Linked DNA regions of Mus musculus: regions 1, 2, 3, 4, 5 and 6 are each linked to region 7. Evidence: chromatin contacts called from public HiChIP or PLAC-seq and promoter capture Hi-C data. All regions are on one chromosome and are shown on one strand. Each heading gives the region's core, a stretch centred on a gene start, on an enhancer-like site or on the middle of the called end of the contact. The rest is flanking DNA. Distances are from core to core; before and after follow the strand shown.

Evidence for each region. Promoter capture Hi-C pulls out the DNA fragments that hold promoters and counts their contacts. HiChIP or PLAC-seq counts read pairs in DNA pulled down with a chosen protein or histone mark.
Region 1: a contact with region 7 is called in a promoter capture Hi-C map of hippocampal neurons, with 4 times the contacts expected there. The contact joins the promoter of Rdx here to the promoter of Colca2 in region 7. A contact is called at or near these places in 16 of 39 promoter capture datasets (the 3T3-L1 cell line, 3T3-L1-derived adipocytes, the C10 cell line and 10 more), 1 of 484 Hi-C or Micro-C datasets (embryonic stem cells), 4 of 115 datasets of contacts at active chromatin or transcription factors (the 230-238 cell line, embryonic stem cells, pancreatic cancer cells and 1 more) and 1 of 9 other capture datasets (adipose tissue).
Region 2: a contact with region 7 is called in a promoter capture Hi-C map of pre-B cells, with 2.8 times the contacts expected there. The contact joins the promoter of Il18 here to the promoter of Colca2 in region 7.
Region 3: an H3K4me3 HiChIP or PLAC-seq map of bone marrow-derived macrophages shows a contact between it and region 7, with 3 times the contacts expected there. The contact joins the promoter of Timm8b here to the promoter of Colca2 in region 7. A contact is called at or near these places in 1 of 39 promoter capture datasets (pre-B cells), 3 of 115 datasets of contacts at active chromatin or transcription factors (the 230-238 cell line, bone marrow-derived macrophages and pancreatic cancer cells) and 2 of 9 other capture datasets (adipose tissue and pancreatic islet).
Region 4: a contact with region 7 is called in an HNF4G HiChIP or PLAC-seq map of pancreatic cancer cells. The contact joins the enhancer-like site here to the promoter of Colca2 in region 7. A contact is called at or near these places in 5 of 39 promoter capture datasets (the 3T3-L1 cell line, cranial neural crest, hippocampal neurons and 2 more) and 2 of 115 datasets of contacts at active chromatin or transcription factors (embryonic stem cells and pancreatic cancer cells).
Region 5: an H3K4me3 HiChIP or PLAC-seq map of embryonic forebrain shows a contact between it and region 7, with 5 times the contacts expected there. The contact joins the promoter of Fdx1 here to the promoter of Colca2 in region 7. A contact is called at or near these places in 15 of 39 promoter capture datasets (the 3T3-L1 cell line, 3T3-L1-derived adipocytes, the HPC-7 cell line and 9 more), 1 of 15 datasets of contacts at CTCF or cohesin (the NIH/3T3 cell line), 1 of 484 Hi-C or Micro-C datasets (cortical neurons), 9 of 115 datasets of contacts at active chromatin or transcription factors (the SCID.adh cell line, astrocytes, embryonic forebrain and 5 more) and 2 of 9 other capture datasets (adipose tissue and embryonic stem cells).
Region 6: a contact with region 7 is called in a promoter capture Hi-C map of liver, with 2.8 times the contacts expected there. The contact joins the enhancer-like site here to the promoter of Colca2 in region 7. A contact is called at or near these places in 4 of 39 promoter capture datasets (the 3T3-L1 cell line, embryonic stem cells, hippocampal neurons and 1 more) and 1 of 115 datasets of contacts at active chromatin or transcription factors (embryonic limb bud).

The regions. Positions count from the first base shown.
Region 1 is chr9:52,046,411-52,049,828 of GRCm38.p6, reverse strand. Rdx (radixin) reads right to left here and starts at 1,888. Exons shown (of 14, transcript NM_009041.3): 1 at 1,397-1,888. It also overlaps the pseudogene Gm6981.
Region 2 is chr9:50,552,746-50,556,560 of GRCm38.p6, reverse strand. It overlaps Il18 (interleukin 18), which reads right to left and starts at 1,861. Exons shown (of 7, transcript NM_001357221.1): 1 at 1,584-1,861. It overlaps Bco2 (beta-carotene oxygenase 2), which reads left to right and starts at 1,423. Exons shown (of 12, transcript NM_133217.3): 1 at 1,423-1,540.
Region 3 is chr9:50,602,406-50,606,249 of GRCm38.p6, reverse strand. It overlaps Timm8b (translocase of inner mitochondrial membrane 8B), which reads right to left and starts at 2,349. Exons shown (of 2, transcript NM_013897.2): 1 at 2,211-2,349; 2 at 930-1,317. The coding sequence starts at 2,294. The coding sequence ends at 1,150. It overlaps Sdhd (succinate dehydrogenase complex, subunit D, integral membrane protein), which reads left to right and starts at 2,401. Exons shown (of 4, transcript NM_025848.3): 1 at 2,401-2,512. The coding sequence starts at 2,461. Nkapd1 (NKAP domain containing 1) reads left to right here. Exons shown (of 6, transcript NM_212449.2): 6 at 1-1,010.
Region 4 is chr9:52,103,985-52,107,847 of GRCm38.p6, reverse strand. No RefSeq gene overlaps it. Among named protein-coding and RNA genes, the nearest start is that of Mir6244, 9.7 kb to the left of the region's middle. Within about 2 kb of position 2,152, at least 43 of the 459 cell types and tissues checked have an H3K27ac peak or open chromatin away from gene starts, as enhancers often do. A contact at or near this core is called in liver and pancreatic cancer cells, where this site is marked.
Region 5 is chr9:51,960,971-51,964,859 of GRCm38.p6, reverse strand. Fdx1 (ferredoxin 1) reads left to right here and starts at 1,258. Exons shown (of 4, transcript NM_007996.2): 1 at 1,258-1,589. The coding sequence starts at 1,393.
Region 6 is chr9:51,993,410-51,996,887 of GRCm38.p6, reverse strand. No RefSeq gene overlaps it. Among named protein-coding and RNA genes, the nearest start is that of Fdx1, 32 kb to the right of the region's middle. Within about 2 kb of position 1,452, at least 29 of the 459 cell types and tissues checked have an H3K27ac peak or open chromatin away from gene starts, as enhancers often do. A contact at or near this core is called in liver, where this site is marked.
Region 7 is chr9:51,277,099-51,280,558 of GRCm38.p6, reverse strand. Colca2 (COLCA2 homolog) reads left to right here and starts at 2,005. Exons shown (of 5, transcript NM_001195681.1): 1 at 2,005-2,219; 2 at 2,869-2,963. The coding sequence starts at 2,904. It overlaps Gm32819 (a long non-coding RNA gene), which reads right to left. Exons shown (of 9, transcript XR_003948163.1): 2 at 3,320-3,460; 3 at 3,167-3,208; 4 at 1-3,021.

The DNA of each region.
Region 1 (3,418 bases), core at 639-3,138, 770 kb before region 7:
GTTTGTAGGGCCCACAGAGGGCAACTCCTCCTCACGCAGACAAGCTAAAGACTTCCTAATGACTACCCGAGTAATGTTCCAAAATACAGTTTTCAAAGGGATCTATGCAATGAAAGCCACTGTGGTTCTTTTCACAGCATACTGACAATCTGAAAAGGAGTCTGCATTTTGTCATATTTGAAGAAATTATTATTATGAAAGATAAAGTACACACTGGTGCAAGTGACAGAATTCTAAAGATTAAAAAAAAGCCCGCAATCCTAAACATTAGGCTCTCTTTTCAGATCTGATGGGGCAGTTTTGGCAAGCAGATTAAGCCATTATTTATGCAGCAAAATGAACAAGGCAATTGTTTATTCTGTGCTTCGTCACAGTCTTATAAGTATTCTATTAAAAAAAAAAAGATGCTCGGTCAACAATAGATTGCAGTGTCCAAGTATTCTTTTATCACATAAACCCTTGTTATCTTCGGCTTTTACATTTACATCATGCAAATCTTGGTGCCTCCGCACAGCCAACCGGGCATCTCCCTCACACCTCTTTTTACAAAATCTCAACTGTACTTTAAAAAAAAAAATTATAAACTTGACCTCTTAAAACACATTTCCAATGAATAACCACTCTTCTGGGGAGGGAGGAAAAAAAAACAAAACCACCCAGAATCCTGGCAACGTTTACAGAAACATCTGTGTAGGAACGGACTATTCAACTGAAATAACGCACTACTCCCTTTCAAACTTGGCTGGGCGATGGGAGTTTGGGAGCCCCGAAAGGCAGAAAAGCTGAGTTTCCTGGTGGGGTCTGCTCACTGTGCGCCAGGCGACTCCGCGGTGCGGGCAAGCCGGGGGGCCCGGAGGGCGCGGGCCGTGACTGCAGCCCCAGGTAAGGGCGGCCGGGAGCCCGGGCCTGGCCTCGCGGGCTTGCGCGGCGGGACCCGGCAACGCGACGGCCTTTCCGCGGCTCGCGCGTCCGCACGCTCTCTAGTAATCCAACACCCCGACTTTCAAACGGGAGGCCGGGGGAGAAGTTCTAGCCTCGCGGTCCCCGTCCCCGGGTTGCGAGAGAGCGTGCGACCTACGCTCCATGCGGCCCCCGAGGGCGCGCCGACCCGAGCCCCGGGCCCAGTCCACGGCGGCGGGAACCCGCACCGCCCGACGCACGGGGCGGCCAGGCCGACGGCGGACGGCGCGGCGGGAGACTCCGGGTAAGTGGCGTGGCTCAGCCGTTAACGACCACGGCGCCTCTAGGGCGGCCAGGCGCGAGTCCGTCTGTGAGGCGCGCCAGGCCCCGGGCCGCGGCGCCACAGCCCGGCAACTTCTGGCCGCCACCTCAGCGCCTCGGCGGGGAGAGCGGCCCCCGGGGCCTGGGACGGGGGAGCGCGCCGAGCAGGGCTTACCCCGAAAATGAGTGGCTCCTTCCCTGCCCGCCGCCGGCTGGCTGAGGCGCGGCTCGGCGGGGGCGTCGTGGCTGGCGGCGAACGAGCGGAGAGTCGGCGGTGCGAGCCCTGAGCCGCCTGAGAGAAGACGCGCCGCAGCCGCCGCAGACAGCTCGGCAATATGGCCGCCCGGCGCCTCCTCGGGGGGGAAGGCGGGGCCGCCCTGCGCCCCCTCCTCCCGCGGGCCGCCAGTGGCGGGGCGAGGCCGGGGCTCGAGCGCCAACCCCGCGAGCGTGTCTCCCGGCCGCCCCGGGCGGAATCGAGTGGGCCTCAGCCGGGGGTTGGGGGGAGAATACGCGCTGCGGGGCCTTCGCGAAGCTTTCCCCGCGGGACGAGGACGCCGCGGGCCAGCCCGAGTCCGAAGCCCGCAGTGAACGAAGCGGAGCCGCGCGGCCCGAAGCTCGCCGCGCGCCCGCCGCCTGCCCCCGCCCCGCGAGTGGAAACTTGAAACTCCCGCTGGTGCCAGGGAACTCACGGAGGGCGTTTCCAGCGCCCCCGAGGTGGAGCTGTTCCCGGGAGGAGGGGGGATCCCCTCGGCAGCCGCTCCAGGGTGCAGTTCGGTGCTAGGCTGCAGGATCCCGGGCTAGGAGAGGGAAGTGGGCCCAGTGTTTACAACAAAAAGAACATTAATGTGTGCAGGTTTTTAACCAGCTAGAAAGGCTGGTTGGTTTTAAATTTTGCAGTGTTTTTAACTTCCCTCAAAACGCCAGTGGGTATGACCCTATAATGCGATCAGGTTTTTTGTTCTTGTTGTTAGCAGGGATACTCCTTCCTTGGCGGTTAGAAGGAGTAGGCTGAGAAAGGAAAAAAAAAGTTGGAAGTAGGGCCCAAAGAGCAGCCAAACCTAAATTATTCTAGACTTGGAAAAAGTTACCAGTCTGACCATAGTCTCACTGTATCCACTCGCTAGAGAGAGAGACCGAGGCTGCGTTCTGGTGGGGTTACCTCGGTGCTGCCTGCCCTCAGTACTTTCTGCTGGGATTTAGAGTAACACTTGGTGCCACTTGTACACACAGCAATGGTTCAATCCTTACCTGCCTACCGCGTTCCGTTTACTCAATACCTCTTTCGTAAACGAACTGTCAATACAAATATAACGCGAATGTACGTAATTCTTACAGGACAAATACGCCATCTTTAGGGAAGCCTTAGACTTGCCTTTCCTGAGACAGTAGCTCTTCCAGGGACTCTGCAGATCCTTTCTCTGAGCTTCCTCCTCAGTGAGCTACCACCTTCACCCTCAAGAGACCTCACTAAACAATTAAAAAGCCCCCAGAGACTCCAGGTTAATCTCAGAAGTCTTTAGATTGCAAATTCCTCAAGGATGGGAACCAGCTGTGTGCTTTGTAGCCAAAACAGGTTTAGGTGGTTCTCTGAGACCACCAACTGAATACTTGTGGACCCTCTCCCCACGGGTGCAACAAAGATAGGGACAGTAAAAATGTCATGGGAGTCCCAAGTAGTACACTAATCAAACTAAAGTCGGAAGTCGGTGGTACACTTTGCAACTGAAAACGAAGCATTCATTCGTGGTCTTATGTTCAGAACAGTGAAGTGCTTTCACATGACTGCCTTGTTTAATGATTACAACAACCCTGGGCTCAAGGTAAAAGCTATTATTGGCATTAAAAGAAGCTAATGAATAAAGGGGAGCTTCAAAAAAGTTAGTTGTCAGTATAACCTGGCTAGGAAATGGCAGAGCCATGGCCAACCCCAAAGGCATGTTTGACTCAAAAGTCTGAATCTAAGAGCTCTGATCTTATCCTATGTCCTGCAGTAGCAGATGCAACCCAAGTTGTAGCATTTCAGTTGCCATCATATTCGTAAATATTTAAGTAAAAGATAGTATTCAAGCTGCTAAGATAAAAAGGGTACTCTCAAACATTGTGGATGGGAAAATGGAAACAGAGACAAATATTTAAAAAGCAGTTTGGTGGGAGAGTCAGTCGTTCAGAGGGTCCACAGCTCAGAACACATCTGAAG
Region 2 (3,815 bases), core at 612-3,111, 720 kb after region 7:
ATGGCTTCAGCAGGCCACTCCTATCTTATGATAATATGAAGTGGAATTTGGTCTAGAGAAGTGGTTTTCAACCTTCCAAATGCTGCAACTCTCCATTACAGTTCCTCATGTTGTTGTGACTCTCAACATAAAATTATTTTTATTTCTGATTCATAACTGTAATTTTGCTACTGTTATGAATCAGGATGTAAATATCGGTGTTTTCTGATGGTCTTAGGAGACTCCTGTGAAAGGGTTGTCTGACCCCAAACGGGTCATGACCCACAGGTTTGAGAAATGCTGGTCCAGAGGATCTCTTAGATGAAAAATTCCTCCTCTATTCAAATAAAGCACATTTATGATTTTATTAAAAATGGTCTATGAAATATATAACATTAGTTGGCTCCAAAAAAATCTATCTCCACTTTTTATCATATAGACAATTGGTCTTTTCTGTGTATATTTTCTAATATAAGAATAGGGCACCACAAGGAATTTGTATTTTTAAATTAGGCAGTATCTTTTTACCTGGATGCTTGTAAACTTGTAAATTTTCATTCCATCAAGTTACATGTTTGTTTGAGGCAGGACCTATGAAACCCTGGATGGCCTAGAACTCACTCTGTAGGCCAGGCTGTCCTTAAGCTCTCAGAGAATTCCAGCTGCTCTGCATAGATTGCTAGAATTAAAAGAAAAGAAAAAACAATAACAAAATAATGGGGTGCTGAATCTCATTTTTTGTTATTTTTGCTTCCAAGCAGTGTTTGTTATTTAGGTTCTCAAAGATACTTGTTAAAATAATAAAATTATGTACTGTGATATGTATTTATGGTCTCCTGTCTGTGCTTTATTGTGAGAGAATGCTTTTCATAAAACTAATGAATATCACCTTTAATTTCAGCACTCAGGAGGCAGAGGCATGTGGATCTCTGTGAGTTCGAGATCAGCCTGGTCTACAGAGTGAGCTCCTAGACAGCCAGGACTATACAGAAAGACCCTGTCTTGAAAACCCAGCTCAACGCAAACTAAACCAAAAACAACGCCCCTCCCACCCCAAACACCTAATGAATGTAAAAGAAAAGGGATGAGAGGAAAGGGAAAAGGGTGAGCTATTGCCTGCCAGTCTAAATTGAAACTTCATTCTGTCTGAATCATTTCAGAGGAGAGAAGTTGTACAATGAACCCCTGAATCTGGTTCCATGGACTTAGCGGCAGGTGGGGGCAAATTCCAATAAGGAATGGTTAAGGAGGGAGGCTATTATTGGTCCAATTTTAATGTCAAAGGTTAGAGTTGGTTAGGACACTTGCCATAGAACTGAGACTAAGTTAGTGTTTTGAGCCCCGCCTCTCCTTTTCCCTCCCCTCCAGTCCCATTTGATCTCAGAGCCAGGGACAACCCAGGCTCATTATTTACTTAATCAGGCCAGTGGCTGCAGATTCAGAAATCTCAAGACCTGAGTTAAGAACTGAGTTAAATACTATTTCTCAACTGTTTCTGCGTTTCCTCAGCAGCCTTCTTGACACCGCAGGGTTCTTCCTGTGGCAGTGTACCATCGCCCAGGTAGGGGACTCCCCTCTACCCGTTCCTTTCCTGGGCCACTTACCAGTCTGCAGTTGGACTGCTGCGCCCGGGGCCTGAGGATTATAGCAGGCTTCCAAAGCCTCTTTGTGTGATGCAGGCAGCACACCACAGGGGAGAAGTGAAAGCAAGCTTGTTTTACCAACCACAGGATTGGTGTACTCATCGTTGTGGGAACAGCCAGTGTTCAGTCAGCTAATGTGACGCACTGGGGCAGGATTCAGCCCAGAGATCTGATTTGTCCTGGATGCCTCAAAGGGTTTTTCTCTATCCTGAGTTTTCCCAGCTGAAAACCACTGCTTTGTATTCGGATGCAAATGTTTGGTTCTCCTATTTGCATTCTGGGGAACTGTCTCAAACCCTGTGGTTTTTGTTCTGTAGCTTTCTATTATAGTTACTACTTCAAGGATTTATTTTCAGTGATTGGTTAATTATAGAACTGCCAGAAATGGCAACAATATGCACAGTTAATTATAAAGTTATTTAACCATAGTAACTTATATAGTATGCTGTATTGTATGTAAGGCAGCATGCTAGGTGCTAGGAGTGGGGAGGTATAGCTAGACTTTGTATTCAAAGAATACTGCCAGGAGAGGTTGTAAAGTGCACTGGCCTTTTATCACACAGGACAGCAAGATAAGGGCCACCAGAAAGCTCTCCGAAGTTGTAGCGAGGAAATGGGAATTCGGTGCTTAAGAAGCAGGTGACCCAGAAATTGGAACTTGAAGGTTGAGTTGCATATGCAAGTTTCATCTGAAGGAGATGAGAAATATCCTAAGTGAAGAGAATAGAATGGTCATGAGACTAGGGAGCAATCCAGCTAGGCTGGAGTGAACAGCTAGGGTGGGCTGAGGGCCATACGAGGTCTTTAAGTGCCTCGCCTGCTCAGGTAGTTTCAACAATTACAAGTGATTTGTGATTGAATGGATGGAATTCACATGGAGGAATGAATGATGCAGCCAGATTTACATGTAGGAGATTTAATATTCACATTATTGCACTGGTGGAAAAGCATCTTCCCCGCTCATCCAGATAAATTAGAATCTCTAGACCTGATGAGAGCTGGAGGCAATTGTCTGAGGTCTCTAACCCTTAAGATGGTCCAGTGGCTCCAGGAACTCATCTCACTAAGTTTCTCTTTCCAGACTTCAACTGAGAGGCTGCCAAGAAAGAGTCAAGGGCCTGAGTTAGGCAGCAGGAAGTGACACATAGGAAGGAGAAGTTGAGGTACCAGGGCTGAGGAAGATGGGCTTCGGATAGGAAAAAATCTGTAGTCCCAGGAGAGAGACTGATGAAGACAGAGTTACCCGTGCAGAATTTTGAGCCTGGGGAATTTATATGTAAGCCACAGAGTCATCTTTTTTTCAAATTTCCCCTACTGGCCTGTGCCACTGGGGTCAGAAGAACTGTGCTGTAAGGAGAGTGAGCAAAATGAATTCAGTGCCCACAGAGAGACTGAAGCGAGATGTTTGCTGGTGGAAGAGCTGATTCAGAAGAGGAGATAAAGAGTTGAGAGTCGGGTCGAAGACATAACTGGAGAACTTACGAATCAAGATGAGATTACTAAGGGCCAACGTTGAAATTAAAGGGTAAAGGTCCAAGGTTATACTTTGACATTTCCTTGGTGATAAGAGGTCAGTAGAGGAGATTAACATTTGCTAAGTATCATTGCATTTCATTATGATGGGAGGTCTGAGTAGGAGTCATTAACCTCTCTTAACCCTTATTTTATTTTCGATAAAACTTGAGGTTTGGCAGGGTTAAGATGTTTGCCTAAAGTTACCAGCTAATGAAGAAGGAAGCTGACGGGAAGCAGAATAGTTAAACAGCAGCAAAGTTAAAAGAGCAGTTAAATGTTAGAATAGCTCATCTCCCAAGCCAAGAATGGAAACAGGCGTAAGCAGGTGGTGGCAGCCATATCAAGTACTCCATACAAAAAGTTTGAGGAGTATAATAGGATCAGTAACATGGAGCATAGAGCAGACAGATATGTAAATATAATCTAACATGAAGACGCCACAGAGATGGCTCAGTGGTTAAGGACGCTGGCTGCTGTTCTAAATGATTTGGGTTTCATTCCCAGCATGCACATGGTGGCTTACAACCATCTTTAATGGCAGTCCCCTGGAATCCAACACCCACTTCTGACCTCTGAGGGTACCAGGCATACACATGGTGCAAAGACATAAAACATAAAGTATTTATAATTCATGCGTATCTAGTTGGACTGTTCAATTTCACTCTATGTATAATAGGG
Region 3 (3,844 bases), core at 1,100-3,599, 670 kb after region 7:
TGGTACTGAGCGAATGCATGAAAACTCAAGACTGTGGGCCATGGTTCTGCCACTAATTGATTGAGTTCTAGAGCAGGTTAACCTCCCTGGCCTTACTCTTTGCATGTGTAATACAAAGATACTTCATGGTTAGCATGACATACACCAGCAATAGAATATGATAATGCTGACATCCCATGAAGTGGCATTTTATAGTAATAACTAAATTTGTGCTCTTTATGGAACATATTTCTAATAAAATGCTTGTTCTTAAAATATATGGTTGGCCAGATGTGCCCTATCCCTTGATTATGAGCAGGTGCCGCCTTTTGGGGTACTGAAACACTAATGATTTTAGTACTCAAATGCCAATATTCCATGAGCCTTTTGGGGTACTGAAACACTAATGATTTTAGTACTCAAATGCCAATATTCCATGATATATTCTTTTCCTTGGGTCTAGTGGAGGGAGAGTCTAGTTACTACCTCATAACCTTCTAGAAGCAAGTGATATCTTTGTTGGAAGTAGTTTTGGGCATGCATTCTTAATGCAGTTTTGTGCTACAAATGTACTGATTCTAAGCACAGACTCGGGAAGATTGTCCTGCAGAATAAGGCACTTCCAAGTTTGAGTTTTGACCTTACCTTCCTCCCATACAACAGACATATCTTTTCTCCAGGGAAAGCACATTTTGCCTGATTTAACACCCCTGCCCCACCACCCCGCACTGTTCTATCTTTTCTTGGTCACATAAGCAATAAAATTGTTTCTGTTCTAATCCATGCCTTAGGCTAAGGCTTTGATGGTTCCTCTAATCCCCTTAACAGTGGTTTAGGACTACTTTTGAAAACCTGTCTCTCCCATTTCCACGATCAGCTCTGGAACATGTATTAGTGTTCCTGAGAGATGATTATGTTGAATCCTAAATTGGGATTTAGAAGAACAAGAATTGGAGACTTCACATTTATTAACTGGTGTGATACAAGTTGGAATTACTGAATTCCCATAAATAAAATTTCACTTTTGAACATTTGCTCTGTTACTTTTTAACACCAACAGACTTTGTAACTGCCTGACGCTAACCTGACAGGTTGGCAGGTCTTTCACCACTGGCCATTCAATCTGCTTGGTAACAAGTCTTTTGGTCTTCTGTCATTCTAAGGTATGGCCTACTGCCCTCCTTTCTGTACGATCTGGGCAAACCGACCGGTGATGGCAAGAGTAGTGTCAATGAAGCGATCCACACAGCTAGAGAGGCAGTTTTCAGTGCGGGAGTCTAGCCGACTTCCTGGCTTCTCCACACACTTATCCCAACATAGTTCCATGAAGTGATGCACCTAAGGGCAGAGAAAAACCTTTTTTAGTCATTAGGGTATGAGATATCTTAGTTCATCATTCTGTGATATTTAATAGCATATTGTAGGATCACTTCAGGACTACTCTTTCTTTACTTTGTCACCAGTAACAGCCCCAGATCAGTAAATTCTCATTAGAACTCATTCTTTTGCAGAGAGATGATGGGGCAGGTCTTTAATCCCAGCACTTGGGAGTCAGAGGCAGGTGGATCTCAGAGTTAAGGCCAGCCTGGTCTACAGAGGGAGTTGCAAGACAGCCAGGCTAACAGAGAAACCCTGTCTTCAAACCAACGATTCATACTTTCACAATTCTCAAAGCAACTAGCAGTACTATTAAATCAGAGGAAGTCAGGACATTAACCTGTCGGTTCTTGATAGCTATCAGTACTTCCAAGGTTATCTTGATTGAACGGTTAAAACCCTAGTAGGAAATACGCTGTCCCACACCAAATGAGTCAACACTGATAGCTGCAGGGCTCATCTTTCTCTAATAATGATCACCATTTACAAATACATCATCACATTATCCAATGCAGAGGCAGCGGGCAACAACGAACCCAGATCTCATGGTGAGGACGGGTGTCTTGTCTCCAGGCACCTGTGCTCCAAGGTCGGAACCCAGAGATTCCGAGTGCCATTCCCGACCAGCGACCAGCTAATAACCGCATGCTCCTGTGGCCCAAACCTTTCCGCTGTTTTCGAACCCTTTCCTCCCACGCAGCGCTTGCCTCCCGGGCACTGAGCACTGTAGATCACTGGGGCGGGAGGCGCAGCCCGGATCGAGTGGGGCCGCTGTGCCGCAGTGTCCAGAGCTCCGTGAGTGCCCGGGATCTGCGCCTCACCCTCCTTCCCCTGTTCCTTCCTCATCCTCGTACCTGCGCAGTGAATTGCGCCTTCTGCTGTTCGGCGGCCACCAGGCGTTGTAACTCCGCTTCGTCCGCTTCACCAAGCTCGGCCATTGTCGGAGTCAGGCGCTTCGCTGGGGTGCGCACGCGCGGTGGCAGCGCACCGTCTCCTGCCTTCCGGTTCACGCTTCAGGTTGCCTCACCGTTCTTTTACGCGGGGCGGGACTTACTACATAACTGTTTCCGGGTTGTAGAGTGACCTTGAGCCCTCGAAAGCGACATGGCGGTTCTCTTAAAGCTGGGCGTTCTCTGCAGTGGCCAAGGAGCTCGAGGTGAGGTGTCTTGGCCATCAAAGGTTCTTGCTGCAGGCTGAAGCAGGGGAGAGGAAGGAGTTAGAGCTCGCCCGCTGGGTGGTGGGACGTCTTGAGAGGAGGGAACTTGCTCTTGTGCCCTCGAGGCACCACCTATGCGGACGCAACGTTGACCGCTATAGCCTAAAGGCCCAAGTGTTTACGTGCTGGCTGGTGTCCCCAGCTCGTACTTTCCGCTTCTGCACTGTGGTTGTGACCCCGGGCTAATATGAAAACAAACTCCTATTTGAGTGTGGATGGAAGGAGTCCGTTTGATAATTTGTTCTGAGTGGCTTGCTGTGTAGTGCTGTCTTCCTCGATCTAGCCATGTAGACAAGACTAACCTAGAGCTTGCCGGGAGCCCCGTGACTGCTCCCGAGGGCTGCCATAAAAACCGTGCACCCTCACTCAGGGCTTCGATAATCATTTTAACCAGGCATTTTACCTATACCAGGCGCCTAAGAGGCTAGTATATAAACACGAATTAAACAGTTTCAACCCTCGAAGAACTTCTTGTGTGGGGGCTACAGGCAAAGTAAAGCAAAACCTGTTGTGTTATGTAGACATTATTGAGTGCAGAGAACGTTTGGGGTACTTGCTTTGAAAGGACTAACCTGCCTTGGCTCTGCAGGGAATTACATCCTATAGTAACCGAGAGCAGCAAAAACCAAAGTGAGGGGCTATAAAGATGCACAGGGTGCGATAAAATGGAACAAATACAGTAATATCTGTGAAAGTCAAAGTGTAATCTAGAAAGGCAAAATGGAACTAAGCCACAGGACTTACTTTATTCTCTTTTGAAAATACAGTCTCTCTGTTGCCCAGGTTGGGAGTAAGATCGAAAGGTTTGATAGGTTTACAATCTTGGTTTATTTTTGCTGTTACTGTTGTTGCTTAGGCTGCCCTGGAACTTGTCCTGTCTCAGCCTCCAGAGTAGCTGGGGTGCACCACCTGCCCTCACAATCTTTCCCTTTTGAGCCCAGCATCTCATGCTTGCTGAGCGTGTGCCCTGTTGCCAGACTATACAAGCCTCAGCCTCAGCCTAGACTTAGGTTAGTAACAGTGTAGTAGATGGATGACCTTGGTGGAGATAGAGGAGGTTCCGACCCAAGTCATGGAGATGAGATAGATGAGATAAGCACGCTGCGGCAGCCAGGCAGGTGAAGTCCTGAGCTTGGAAGGGAAAGGGAGAAGAAGGCAGTCTCAGGAAGTGTTAAGGAGCTGTGTCAGTAGGATTTGGTGATTTATAGAGGGAACTACCTGGCTGGCTATTGGTTATTACTTGAATTAGCTGCGTGGAGTTATTCGATCATG
Region 4 (3,863 bases), core at 903-3,402, 830 kb before region 7:
CATGCTTGGGGACTGCTGGTTCCTCTCTGGGGCAGCCTCTGGTCCAGAGAATAGACTGTGGAGGGAGGGAGGAGCCCCACTGATGCTTGTCTTCTGTAGTTCTGAGACAGGAGACTGCTACGAATATCACAGATCCCTTCTCCTTTGCCTGGTCACTGCTGTGCCTTAGTCCCGTTAGTCACTTGGCCCCTTTGAAGAAGCCAGGCATGTAGGCCATAGCCTACTGTCCAGCCCTGCCATTTCAAGCTCTCTAAAGCAATGGCACACCCATGTACAGAGGCCACAGACTGGTGAAGGGAAGGAATAGCTGACAGCCATGAGTGGATATTTAAGGCTATTTAAAGTCCCTTACACACCGGGCAATGGTTTGTGGCACTCCTGGTTTTGTTCCTGCATGTCAGTTCCACCCAATCCTAACAACCAAGGATCTTAACAGTCTTGATCAAGATATGTCCCCTGGTGCCCATGTTACTAGAGGTATGAACACAGGCACGTCCACTACAGGGATGCAGGTAGGCTAGCCCCTGGCCCTCAAGAGCTAAGTCGAGATATCAGGACAGTCAGATGCTCATGTTGTGGTTTGGTTATGGTGAGTTTCTGGTGATAAAACCTTAGTCCCCAACAATCTGAAGGTAATGTGACCTTTAAAGGGTAGGACTTCATGCACAGGGCACCATCCTTAGAGGGTTGTTTCAGTTACCCTAGGACCAGAAGACTTAGGAAGTGAGCCTGCACTCCATCCTTCCTCACGCAGCCAAATCCCCTTCTGTCTCTTCACTGGTGGTACGATGGGCACCCCAGCCCTCAGCAGGACCACATAGCCAGGATTTTTGGATGATCAGATTCATACGTCAAACTTCCTCAAGTACCCATATCCTATAGTCTAATACAAGAGACAGACTACTGCCCTCTTAGAGTTTCTATTGCTGTGATGAAACACCAGGAGCAAGTTGTGGAGGAAAAGGGTTTATTTGGCTTACACTTTCACAACATGAACCATCACTGAAGGAAGTCAGGGCAGGAACTCAAACTAGGCAGGAGGCAGGAGCTGATGCAGAGGCCATGGAGGGGTGCTGCTTACTGGCTTGCTCCACATGGCTTTCTCAGCCTACTTAATAGAACCCAGAGCTTAGAGCCCTAGAGTGACAGCACTCACAATGGGGTAGGTCCTCCCACATCAATCACTAATTAAGAAAATGCCCTAAAGACTTAACTACAGCCAGATCTTATGAGGGGGGATTTTCTCAGTTGAGGCTTCTCCCTCTCAGGTGATTATCTTGTGTCAAGTTGACAAAACTAACCAGCACAGGACCTCACCAGATAGTCTCCATGTTCAGTCTCAATGGAAACTCATGACCCTCAGCGCACCCAAGAAGGAGGATATCTGAGGCTATAGGTAGACTATTGAAGGCAACATATGGAGCCTTTGTGTAATACAAATGGGAAGGGTGGTAAGGAAGACATCTCCACTGGGGTGGACCAGACTGCAGGAAGACGAGAAAATGGAGGATTCCTACAGAGGCTTGGCTAGGAAGCCATGCTGGGCTGGGACATTAGAAGGCTTCACTGGCTTGGCATCTAGCAGCCTTGGTGGTTGGTAAAGGCTGGAGAAACACTTGATACGGTTGTCACAAAAGCCAAAGGGGCGAAAGGCATTTGAAGGAATTCTTGTGTTGGTGGAGTGAAGTCAGGCAATGAAGAGTATATGCAGATTAACTCGTTGTATGAACTCAAGTAGGTGAACTCTATGGGGATGAGACCCATTTCAGGGACAGCTCAGGGTCTGGGAAGTGCCTCTGTCAGTGTCCCCTCTCCAGCTGATCCGTCAGATGCATTCCCATGGTGAGGAAGTGTCATGCTGTCCCCTGATCTGTGGATGTTTGACTTATAATTCAGTGAAAAGCTGGATCATACAACTCACTCCTACCCTCGCTAAAAAGCCTGGCTATGCGCTTGTTTATCTGTGCACTGGGCTCTCTCTGTCTATGGCTTTATTGAGAGAAAATGGGATTCTGTCCTTAAATCACCATTTACGGGTAGACGTGCAGCCGGCATCCATTCATCTTGTGTTCTGCCCAGTCTGAAGTGAGTGTAATGCAGAACCACTTGTTTGTCCCCAAGGCCAAAGCCAAGGCCAGAAGAGGATATTGATTTGTAAGAATTACTCATGCTGGCCAAGGAATGTTCACTGGCCCCTGTTTAGCAAATGCCACCCTGCTGACTCAGCCTGGAGAACATTTGGTTCTTGCAATGTCTGAGGAGAACAATAAATACAACTCGTCCCTCCAAACAAGTGCTTCTAGGTCTCGAGTGTGGTTCCTAGGGAAGGAGCCTTGGTCTCACCCAGGAATGTGATAGCAATGGAGATGCTTGAGGCAGGGCTGTGGTCTGTCTGCTCTACCACAAAGTCCGAGAAAGGATTCCAGCAAGTTTCTTAGCAAACCTTCCAGGTGAGTCAGATGTACATTAAATGAGAGACACAGGACAAGAGCAACGAAGCAGGAGATTGCATAGGTGGGGGTGAGAATTACAGTGCACCTGGCAGAAGCTCCTTGCTGGAGAATGCAGATCTAGCTGGGGTAGCTCAACCTCCTGTCTACCACTGAATTCCAAAAAGGCAGACCCCCCCCCTCCAAGTGGGGGAAACTAGACTTTCTGCAGACAGCCAGCTCCCCCAAAAGAAAACATGAGAAACAGTGTTGTCCACAAACTCTGCAGTCAACGCCTGCATCTTCCCGGGAAGGAATGCAGAATGCATCTTGAGCCAGGGCCAGAGTGCTCATCTTATGTACGGGTTCTCTGGGGAGGAGGGAAACCTCCCTAGCCATGTGTTCCTTCAGGGAGCATGTGAGGATGTTGGCACCTGGAAGATGTTGTCTTCTCTCTCTCCCATGGCAACACTGTGGGCTTTGGGGTTCTGAGCCATCAACTTCCAGTCCATCTGTCCAGTGATATGAGAAGAGTCATAAAAGCAGCGTGGGCAGAGGGCCTGCTGTGTTATGCCTCTGTGTAGGGTGCTGGGCTTGGTGAGCACTGAACACAACACTCTTAATCCTCCTGCCTCGGTGGCCTATCTGTGCTGTCCAGTCACCTTCTGTTTAATAGTAAAAGCCGGTGACTTCTTTCCCTTTTCCAAGACATATTACAAACAGAAATTAGGTGTAGAAATGGAGGTATATGGTTCATTCCTTCATTTCAAACACCCTAGTCTACAGCAGAAGAGTAAGGTCCCTGGCTGGAGCAACTGCTTCAAGGTTCAAGCCCCGATCCCCACTAATTTACAGCAGATCACACACTGCAGCTCCAGGCTTCTCACCTGCTGAGGAAATCGTTAAGCCTCCTCAGCCTCTGCTTCCAGGCAGTCTCCCAAAGCACTACCCATCCCCTACCGCAGCATATCGTTTCCAGTGGCTTCTGCCTGTGTCAGTCACTAGCCCCAGCCAGGAAGGATCTGTCCAGAAAAGCAGCATTGGTTGTGGCTGGCAGGCTCTCTCTTGAGCAGAAGACTGGAGTCTCTGGAGGGTCTGCTAAGAAATGGAATTAAGAGTGGCGTTGATACAGCATGGCCGTGGTCAGTAGCTCACAGCCTAATGAGTCCGACGGGCTTCTGGTCCTTATTTATTTATTTATTTATTTATATACACAAAAAGTGGCCTTCCCAGTACTCCCAAACCCTCCCTCACCACAGTATGTTCCAATCTAGTTGTTTGCCAATTTCTGTGTGTGGCCAAGGAGAGGCCTACTGAGAAATTCGATAAGCTATCACCACTACAGCAAAGCACATGATTATCTTTTAAGTTATAAAAAATGCTGATATCAAAGGTCTTTAAGTGCAAGAGAGGACAGTGTGAATAAACACTCCT
Region 5 (3,889 bases), core at 9-2,508, 690 kb before region 7:
TATTACTTTTTAAATATTTTTATTTAAAAATATGTGTGTGTAGGTACGTGTATGCCACATGTCAGTGGGTGCCTGTGGAGGCCCGAGGGCAGAGGATTACTGTGAAACTTGGAGTTACAGTTTTAAGTTGGGAGCCAACTGCAGTGGGTGCTGAGAAACCAAATAAGATCCTGTGCAAGCTCAAGAAGTACTCTAACTGGTGAGCCGTGTGCTCAGCCTCTTGAGAATACCCTTTCTCCTCCCAAATGTATGTGTCTGCCTGAATCTATATCTAATGTGTACCATGTGCATGCCTGGTGTCCGAGGGGCCAGGAGAAAGTTTTGGATCCCCCGGAACTGGAGTTACAGAGAGTTGTGAGCAGCTCTATGGTTTCTGAGTCTTGAACCCAGGCTCTCTGCAAGGGCAACACACATTCTTTACCCCTAGCTACGTCTCCAGCCTCAGCTTGAATATTTAAGTAGTCTTTTACTGTCTTCAGTTCGCTTGCAACATGTGCTTCTGTCCTTCAGCACCTTATCAGGAATGCTCAAGATGATGTATGTATTGCTCATGGTCTGTGACGCAGTTCCTTGCCCTAATTCACCTAACCTCCAGAGTGGCCCTGAGTGTGAGCTTATCCGCAGTCATGGAAACTCTTATCCTCCAAGAGTAATTTATCCAAGGTCTCTGATCAACATAGGACTTAGGTTTGGAGGTTGCGTATCTGACCACAAAAACTCTTTCAAAAATGTACTAGCAATGACAACGTGCGCGTTTTAAAAGTCGGCTTTCTAGTTTTGAAGTCTGTTGAATAGTTACTCATTTAAGAAAAGTTTCCTGTTAACTTCTCAGGATTTTATATATTCAGTTTGTCAGTTCAGGCTGACCGTTATTACCTGCTTTCTTCAGCAGCCCTAAATAGCAAATTATTGATTATGAGATAGTTTATGCTTTTACCTATGCATGTCTCTCTTCATAAAAATGCCTATTGGCATTTTAAAACTTTGTATAACTCTCTGCTGTCCTGTGTAGGAAAAACCTAGGTCCCTTTTGCTGTAACTTGTATTCTAAAGTGTTGGAAACTGTGATAATTTGCTTTGTTTTTGAGGGTCTATGGCAAAAGGCAAAAGTTAATCTGGTGGCTTTTTGGTCAGTCCTTGATGAGTAATTGCTCCAGAGCGCAGAGCTGACTGCAGAAAAAGTTCAAGGTGAACTCTTAACCAGATCCCTGGAACAGTGCTCGGCCCCGCCCCGCGAAGGCGTGGCAGCGGCGAGGCGGGGCGCAGCCGCGGGTTATAGGACACGCAGGGCGCTCGCGGGAGTGTAGCCCTCTCGCAGCCGGACACGCGGGACCTACCCGACCCTCAGCACTGCGCAGGACTCCGCGGGACCCGGAACCTTCCGACAGGGTTATGGCGGCCGCTCCGGGCGCCCGACTCCTGCGCGCGGCCTGCGCCTCCGTCCCTTTCCGCGGCCTTGACCGCTGTCGGCTGCTGGTCTGCGGGACCGGAGCGGGAACTGCCATCTCTCCGTGGACCCCGAGTCCCCGCCTGCATGCAGAGGCCGGGCCCGGCCGGCCGCTGAGCGTGTCTGCGCGCGCGCGGAGCAGGTGAGGCGCGGCGGCAGCGGCGATGGGTCCCTCATCCCGCGGCCTGCGTTTCCGCCCGCGACTCCCTTCCGCCTCGCCTCTCGGTTGCTGGCCCCGCGCCGGAGAGCTCTTCCCGTGACCCTAGTCTTCTGGGCCTGGCTCGGGCGGTGTGGGGCGCTGGCTTTGGGGCTTCCTCGGTGGGTTGTCCTTGTCGACTTCGCCATTGGGGTTGCTTTGTGTTGGCCCTTTGTGCTGACTTCAGGTAGGGTAGGGTTTACACCCGCCCTGTTGACCCAGGGTAACAGTGTAGCCCTTATAGGATGATTTAAGGGATAAACGACCCCGTGAAGGTAACATTGCTCGTGCACCTGATTGAAAGTGAGGGCTCAGTAGGCAGCTGCCTCTTAGCAACAGTTCTGGGGGTCATAGTGTAGAGAATTCTGTGGTGAATGTTGAGAGAGAGAGAGAGAGATGAGAGATTCCCACCACCACCACCATGGGTGGAGATACTGGGTATATTTGTTCTCAAAAGCACGGTCCCCTTAGATTTACTAAAGACGAGATTTACTTACAGGTTTCTAAGTGTAGGGACAAGGTGAGAATCATATAATGTCAATGTCAATGCAAAACACATCTGTTACTTCAAAGGGAAGATGAAAGTTTCTTCAAAGTGAAACAAGAGTGGTTTTGGTCTGGAAACACAGATTAAGGTTTCCCTGGATTGTATGTTACTCGGTGGAAGAACTTAGCTCAACTTTTGTAGTCACAGTCCCAAAGAAAGTCACAAATCAATGTACTTGCCAAATATATTGCTGGGACACCAAGTGGATCACAGGATTATATAAAGCTAACTTACATAGATAGCATTTGGATCGGAAGCCGAATAATATGTTCCAAACGTCTTTACCTGGTAAACATGAAGCTCAGAAATAGTGTCTGGTGATACGTGGCCATTAAAGGCCTTCACTCAAGGTAACTTTGGCTGTCTCTAGATCTGTGGCAATCACCTCTTCACAACACAAATGTTTGTGCCTGGTGTATCAGTCTGCAAAATAGTCAACGCAGATACGGCTTCTTCAGAAAACTTATATTTATAGCAGGAACAAGAATGTGTGTACATACATTTGTGCATACAAATACATTTGTACATACAGATATTTTGCATGACGTGAGAGGGAAATTGTTAGGACCATTCAGTCCTAGTTCTCCTGGCCCCTCCAACCATTCACCCATGGATGCCTTAATTTCTGTGGCAGGTGCTTTCTGGATTTAAGCTGTGACATACATTGTACATAATCAGTGTGACTACTATTTAAGGGAACACACATGCGTTTGCAAACTGGTTCCCACGATTTTGTCATTAGGTTTTGGATTCTTTGCTTCTTGACAGAGCTTAAATAAGTTTTCCAGCTCGTATTATCCAGACCTTTGCTGTTAACACAGCAGCTCCCAGGCATATGTGGTTATTGAACATTAAGACAAGTGAAGCTAAAAAGTATTTAAGCTTCGGGCTTACAGTCATTTCAAGTACTTAGTGCATGGGGAGTGCCTGTTGTGCTTGGCTTTGCCAGTGCAGGACATTCCTGTTAAGTACACACTTGTATTTGGACAGCAATTCTAGGAACTGAGTTTTAAATTCCACATTTATGTAAGTTCTCAGTAAGTGAGTATTGAAAGCTTTTGTTCCCAAGTACTCTGATATTTTGTAGCAATTTGATCACAAAGGGCTTTCTTTCACTGTGCTTTTAAGACAATCCCAAGAAGTATATAGGTAGGTTAGTGGGCGTTTTCCATATTAAGCAGCTGGCAAAACCAGACCTAGACCTTGAGTAGGTTTTGTGCTGCACAGCAGGTGTCAGTCTTTCTTCTTGTATTGCTGCGGATGGAGGCAGGACCCTCTTGCGTGTCAGACGTGTGAGATACTGCAGTGCTACAGCTGGCAGCTCTGTGGTTCTTACTTCATGAGTCATTTCAGAGAGCAAAGGTGATGAGGGAAGAAGGGAGCCACAGGCTGCCCCTTTTCCCTTGCTAGTGCCCCAGGCTATGTAGTGAAAGGGTAACTGCTGCTATACTTTACTGCAGTGATTCTCACCCTGAGGGTTGAGACCCCTTTGTGGGGTAAAATAACTCTTTCACAGAGGTGGCCTAAGACCACTGGAAAACAGATATTTACATTTCATAACAGTAGCACAATTACAGTTATGAAGTAGCTGTGTAAATAATTTTATGTTTGGGGGGTTCACCACATCACGAGGAAATGTATTAAAGGGCCACAGCATTAGGGAAGTCGAGAAACACTGCTTTTCTCCACGAAGCCTGGA
Region 6 (3,478 bases), core at 203-2,702, 720 kb before region 7:
TATCAGACAGGGTTAGAATAGTTGGGATAACTTGTCTAATCAAGGTGGGCACCTTGTGAATTGAGAATTTATTGGTAAATAAATCTGACTTGTTAATTATAAGCTTCTAGAGGTTTGTTTCGACCAGGTTTCTGGGTGTTGTGATGGCTGACTGTGGGGTGGACAGTCGTTGCATGGGGCTGACGTGGCAGCAAATGGAACTCAGAACAACTCCGGAGATCTGGCCCCGCCAGAGAGTTGGCAGGCAGAGAGTAGCTGGATGGAGCACAGAAACTTGTTGGTTCTTTTTAATATTTCCTGCAACAGTCCCCCTCTGGTCCTAATTAGCATTTTTCTAGTATTGACTTCAACATTAATGTCTTTAATGAGCTAATAATATATTTACTGGGAATGTGATTATCATTTGTGAGTTGATTGGTTTTGAAAAACATAATTTTCTTTCTTGCTTGAATTATCTCATTCCTGCAGGTCAGGTTGCTGTATTTTACTTCTGTGCTGTTGGTTTTTTTTTTTTTCCTCATAAGTCTGGTGTTCCTTGTTTGTTCCTGTGAATGAATTGAAATTAAGCAGACAATTTGATAGAAATAGTTTTGTGGATTCTTCTCCAATTATTTAGCTCTGTTTTTCTCCTTAAATAGAATTATCAACAGAAATCCTATCCAAGTTGGTGGGACTTATATACTGTATGATGTCGCTAAAGGACTTCTAGTGGACACAAAAGTCATTTCAATGAAGGGCAGAGAATATAGCAACCAGGAAGGGCAGGGTAAGGACAGCATGTGTCAAAGTAGTCACATAGTTGCACAGACTGTAGTCTTAATTTCTAACAGCCTGCCATATATACCAAAATATGCCCCCCCCCATTATTCTTTTTCTTTGGGAAGAGACCTCTCACTGGCTAGCCAGCCAGCCCCAGGAATCTTTCTGTCTCCACCTCAGAGTGCTGAGACTACAGGTGTGTGCGCCACCCTTAGCTGTGTACACGGGTGCTGGAGATTGGAACTCACGTCCTCATGCTTTACAGCAAAAACTTTACTGCCTGGGGCACCTCCCCAGTCCTGTTATGCATCTTAGCAAGAGATACAGGAAAGATTTGAAGACGTCAAATGAAATGATAAAGATATAGAAATTATTGCACTTTGTACATGTGCAGAATCACCACACTGCACCCAATAAATGTGTACAATTGTCAACTGTCAATTAAGAAAGAGCAGCAGAGCAGGCAAGCGCCTGAGGCAGCTGTGGAGGAGGTGGAGAGGCAGGTTCAGCTTGTTTGACTGTTGTCTGAGCTTATCATAGAGATTTGGGAGTTTCTTCCTGTCTTCTAGTAGATCACAAGACCCTTGAAATAACCTCTGAGCTGACTGCTTGCTTTCTAAAAGGCAGTACCCTGGCTCTTATCCTGAGGGCAAAGTCTCATCTGCCACACTATGTTTACACAGGTCTTGGGAAAGGGGCCCAGATGTCCCAAGGCACAGAATCCAGCTCAGTAATGAGGCCACTGATAATTGCCCCACAGCCCATCACAGCATTGTTGACAGAATGCAGAGCCTGTCCGGGGTCCCCAGGGAAGGCCCAGAGCTCATTCCTGTGCCCTGGCCTGCAGCTCCTTCTGTGCTTGCTCACCCACCCATCTCTCCTGTCCACCCACTTTGAATTTTTTCAGGAAGTTCTCAAAGCTCCTTCTTTGCTGATACCACACTCTCTCCATGATTGGTATTATCATTTCGTTTTGTTTAAAAATATCTGTTGGGCCAGTGAGATGGCTCAGTGGGTAAAGGTGCTTGCCGCCAAGCCTGACCAGCTGAGTTTGAGTTGTCCTGTGATCTCCACATGTAGGTGGTGACACTGTGTGTAGGCATATATATGAATCTACACTTCCACGTACATTTACAACGTAAAGAAAATTACTCATCCAGACAATCCTTTTGAAGAAGTTAGTCTTCCATAAGTTATCAGCAAATTTCTGGATTTCATGCTTGATTATGTTTTACTCTGTTAATAATTATTAAAAAATAATGTTGATGGGTGGTAGTGGCACAAGGCTTTAATCAGAGCACTCAGGAGGCGGAGGCAGAGGCAGAGGCAGAGGCAGAGAGGCAGAGAGGCAGAGAGGCAGAGAGGCAGAGAGGCAGAGAGGCAGAGAGGCAGAGAGGCAGATGGATCTCTGAGTTCAAGGCCAGTATGCTACAGAGGGAGTTCTAGGACAGCCAGGGCTGTACAGAGAAACCCTATCTTGAAAAACTGAAAAACCAACCAACCAAACAAGCAAATGATAGGTAGATAGATTGATAGATAGACAGAAGAGAAAAGTTTAAAATAAAGAATTTAAAGTGACATTAAGATTACCTTATAGAATTATCTGTTTGTGGCTACTAGTGTGTTCTCTGCCCCTTTCCCCAAAATTAGGCGTGACACCCCAATTCTACAGCTAGGTATGAGTAGACACTTGCTGAGGCTCTGTCTTCTGTACAGTTCTCTAAGAAGTACCAATGAACTCTCAATCCCAAACACATAAATGGCATTTCTTCTCCTTTTCTCCTTGGTTCTTGGGGTTGAATCCAGTATTTTTCTATTACTAAACTTTGTCTCTGAGCCACACCCCAAGCCCTTATAATTTAGAGTCCTCTACTTGAGATCCCCATCTTTAAAAGAGTATTTAAAGAAGTACTTAAGACAAAAAGAATACAAAATGTCTGATTGCACAAAACAGAACCCTAACCACGAAATGAACCATGCACTCAGATGAGTAAAGCAAGATCAGATCTGGCTGAGGAGCTAGCTCAGCGGTAGCCTGCATGTGGGAAAGCTTAGGTTCAATTCCTAGTTAAAAAACAATCAGGGCTCTGTCACTCATGAACCTTGAACAAATATTTACAGTTTCTAAACCTCAGTTTTCTGAGCCTTAAAATGACCATAATCATAGTACTCAGCATACAGGACAAATTTTGATTATTTAAAATTATTCTTTAACACTGACCCAATCATGTAGAAAGGGCCTTGTTACAGGTCAACATTCATTATTGACATCTGTACATAATTACAGAACAGGGGCTCTAGAGACAGTTCAGCAGCTAAAAACACTGGCTGCTCTCCCAGAAGACCTGCATTTGAGTCCCAGCACCCAAGTGGCAGCTCACAAGTCTATAACTCCAGTCCCAAGGGATCTGATGCCCTCTGCTGGCCCCTACGGTCATTGCATGCACATGGAGGCAAATCACATGTACACATGAAAAAAAAAAGGAAAAAGTTTTTTTGTTTTGTTTTTTTCTTTTCTTTTCTTTTCTTTTTAAGATTTTTTTATTATGTATACAGCGTTCTGCCTGCATGTATGCCTGCAGGCCATAAGAGGGCACCAGATATCATTATAGATGATTGTGAGTCACCATGTGGTTGCTGGGAATCAAACTCAGGACCTCTGGAAGAGCAGCCAGTGCCCTTAACCAATGAGCCATCTCTCCAGCCCAGAAAAAAAGTT
Region 7 (3,460 bases), core at 756-3,255:
CTCTAAAGGAAGCAGGAGTTCTATGAGGTAAAAAGTCTGGGGTTCGAGGAATTAAAAACAAGCCAAAACATAGGAATAGGGATTGCCACAATGCAGCAGTGGAAACCTGGCCTAAAGGAATCTCAGGTGGGTCAAGGAAGCTGTGCTGGTCTACAGCTCCAAAGAGCAAAGAGCGCTGATGTTTAAGGACTGCTTGCTGGAAGCCCAGTGTCTGTGACCTAGCAGGAGGGAGGATGCAGACTGGACAGGCAAGCCTTGTGGCCAGGCAGGGCCAGAGGGATACAAAGCACAAAGTTTTGGCCTCTGCCGTCCTCTGACCTGCAGCCTGGGCCCAAAGTGGCTCTTTGCTGTGCCACACCCTCTGTCTGCCATGTTCATTCCCCAAAACCTGCCATTTCCCCTTAAAATGGAGAGTGGACAAGAGAGATTCAATGTGGCTGTCCAACCTGGTTCAGGTGGTCCACAGGGAACAGCCTAGGTCAGTGGGGACTTCAGGGCAGCCTTTGAGGCACTAACATAGAGCATCTTTGAGGACACCTGCTCTGCCTGTGGGCAGGTGGACAAAATGTTTAAAATAGGAGAAAAGCAAGGGTCAGGACCCAAAGGGATCTCCCTCTCTGTTTCTCTGGACTCTCTGTGAGGTGCCTGTGTGCAGGATTTCTGCAGAAGATAGTCCATTTTGTTAAGCCTTTGAATATTCAAATTGAAAGTATCGCGCAATCATTGATTGTCAAATCATGGGTTTCTAGAGGTTTTAAATACTTGGCATGAGGGGGAAAAAACTCAAACCTATACCCGAAGGTATAAAACATTAATTCTGTGTGTCTCCTGATCCAGGGACCTGGGTGCTGCCTCGTGTTTTGTGAAACTTTAAAAATGTCGCATCTCTGCCTTTCTCCCTGCACAGGAGCCTTCCTAGGTGCTGAGTCTCTGAAGCTGCAGCATCCAGTCTCCAGCCCAGCTCCTGCTGACCAGGATGTCGGGTAACTCAGATGCTTTTCCAGGGGTCGGGTCATGAGGGCCAGGGGCACTTGGATCCGAGTGTATTTCCTCTGCTTTTCCTGCGTATAACAGAGAGGCACAAAGTCAGGGAATAATAGTCAGGGCCGGGCATGGATCCAGAGAGGACGCGATCCCGCTGTGTCGGGTCCCTCTGGGTGACTGCCCCCCAGAGCAGAGGCCCAGAGACCCATAAGGCCACTCCGGACAATCGAGTCCCCCACGCCCCTGCCTGCCCTTTCACTTTTCCACCTTGGAGTCCTGGGAATTTGGAGGCGCCGACCTTGTGAGCCCAGAAGCGGCGGCGCGGGGGAGCTAGAGGCTCACGGTGAGCCCTGGACTGGAGCAGGACGCACCCGGCAGGGAACTGGGCTGGGGCTGGTCCCGCGTGGACCCCGAGGCGCGCCCGCGCTGCCTGCAGATCCCAGAGCCGACCCAGACAGTGGGGATGGGAGGAAAGGAGACTGGAGCGGAGTGGGCGCGTCCTGGCACTGCAGCAAGACAAACCGATGCCCAGGACCGGGAAGAACAGCGCACTAACTTTCCTTAGGGATCCTAACTTTCAGGATCTGGCTCGTGGGTGGGGGTCTCCCTGCTGTCCAGCCGCGGTCCCTACACTAACCAGGCGAGGCGCTGGTGGCCTGGCACTGTCTCCAAACGCCTAGGCCAGGGGCCACTGTGCTCCGCCCCTCCCCGTGATTCTAATAAGCGCTCTCTCCAGGGTCAAGGTCGGGTGGGAGTCACACTGGGCTTCTAAGTCAAACTCTATTCGGAAAGTGCCTCTGCCGGGTCTAGCCTGGCCTAACAACCAGTCAGACCTACTCACTGCGCTCTGCCGGGACCCCAGGCGGTCACCGGTCCCTCCCAGCCGACCCCCGCCTAGCACAGCCGGCTACTTGGGCTCTCCCAGGTCTCCCGGCCCAGCTCTGCCGGCTCAGGGGCGGCCCCTTCCGGAGGGCTGCCTCTAGGCGACTGCGCGGTCCTAGGGAGCCTCGGGATGCCATTACTCCAGAGCTGCAGCTCTTGCTGGAGAACTCTCCACAGCTCAGTTCTCCAAAAGCCTGCACCGGAAAGGGAGGGGGTGGGAAGAGATGAAGAGAGCGACAGAGTCGGAGACTAGAGGGAGGAAGGGGGTGAGGAAGAAAAGACATTTTTGAAAAAGAGAAAGGACCGACAGGAGACTATTTCCCGATCTTGGCTCCTTTTCTGGGGTCAGTGCAGTAAGTCCTTAACAGGGCCAGGACAGACTGACTGCCCCGACCCCTGTAGCTTGTCGCTTGTTTCAGGGCTTGCTTCCAGACCAAGGGCACCACAAATAAAGGTTGTACTTCCCCAGAAGCCATGCCTGGATTGATAGAGGAATACAGTGGGGCGGGGGGCATGGGGAGAGGGGCTGTTGTTCACATTATGGTGAGGTCCGCGAGATCAGTTGGAAACAGAGAGCACCCCAGATCCACAAGCTGAGCCGGAACCCCAGATTTAATATCGTAGCCAAAATAGCAGGCTTGTTTGACCTCCCTCCACATTCCAGAGCAGAACAGCTGGTACTGTCCTGAGGATGGGGCCCAGCTAGGGATGAATAATTTCATAGATGCCCACAGATACTGTTCCCACTAGGACCCTGAAGCACCTGCCTGTGCTTAACCTTTTCTAGTTTGAGAAATGTGGGTATTTTTTAACGTTATCTTTTCTTTCTTTTTCTTCTTCTTCTTTTTTTTTCTTTTCTTTTTCTTTTTTCATTCTCTTCGTGTGTTCTGCAAAGGTAGAAACTTGGCCTTGGGTATCCTAGCCTTACCAAGGGAACCCTCACTGTATCCCCTTGACACCCAAGCTTTGAAACTGACCACTAACCCTGTTGCCTCTCCCCAGAAAAACCTAAGGTGTATCAAGGCGTCCGTGTGAAGATGACCGTGAAAGAGCTTCTGCAGCAAAGAAGGGCACACCAGGCCACCTCAGGGGCAAACGTAAGCACCACCCTCTCCGTCTCTGTCCCTCCCAGTCCATCGAAGGCTTCGTTCAGCCCTGTGTCAGGGAAGATGCAGAGGCCACCCATAAGCACAGCCCTGTTCAGGGATTCTTACATCTGTCCCCAACTTCCCAGGTCACCATAGGCAGCCACCAAAACCTGTGGGACATGGTGTAGGGCTCAGGACTGTGGGAGGCTCACCTCTCACTGCTCATAGCTGAGTGGGGAAGGCTTCTTGGTCCTCTGCAAGGAAGAGAGGCAGCCAACAGGTTAAATATGTTTTTATAGTGTTAAGAGAGTATAGATACAGCCCCAACAAACTCATTGAAAAAAAATTATCTCCCAGAAACCCACCTAGTTTCTCTGTAATTTAGGCTCTGAGGTCATGTATATGAAAAACCAGCAGTCACTGGAAGTCTCTGGAAGAAAAGGCCTCTCTCTCTGGAATACACAGAACTATGACAGAACTGATCTGGGTAGTCATAAGACACTCTG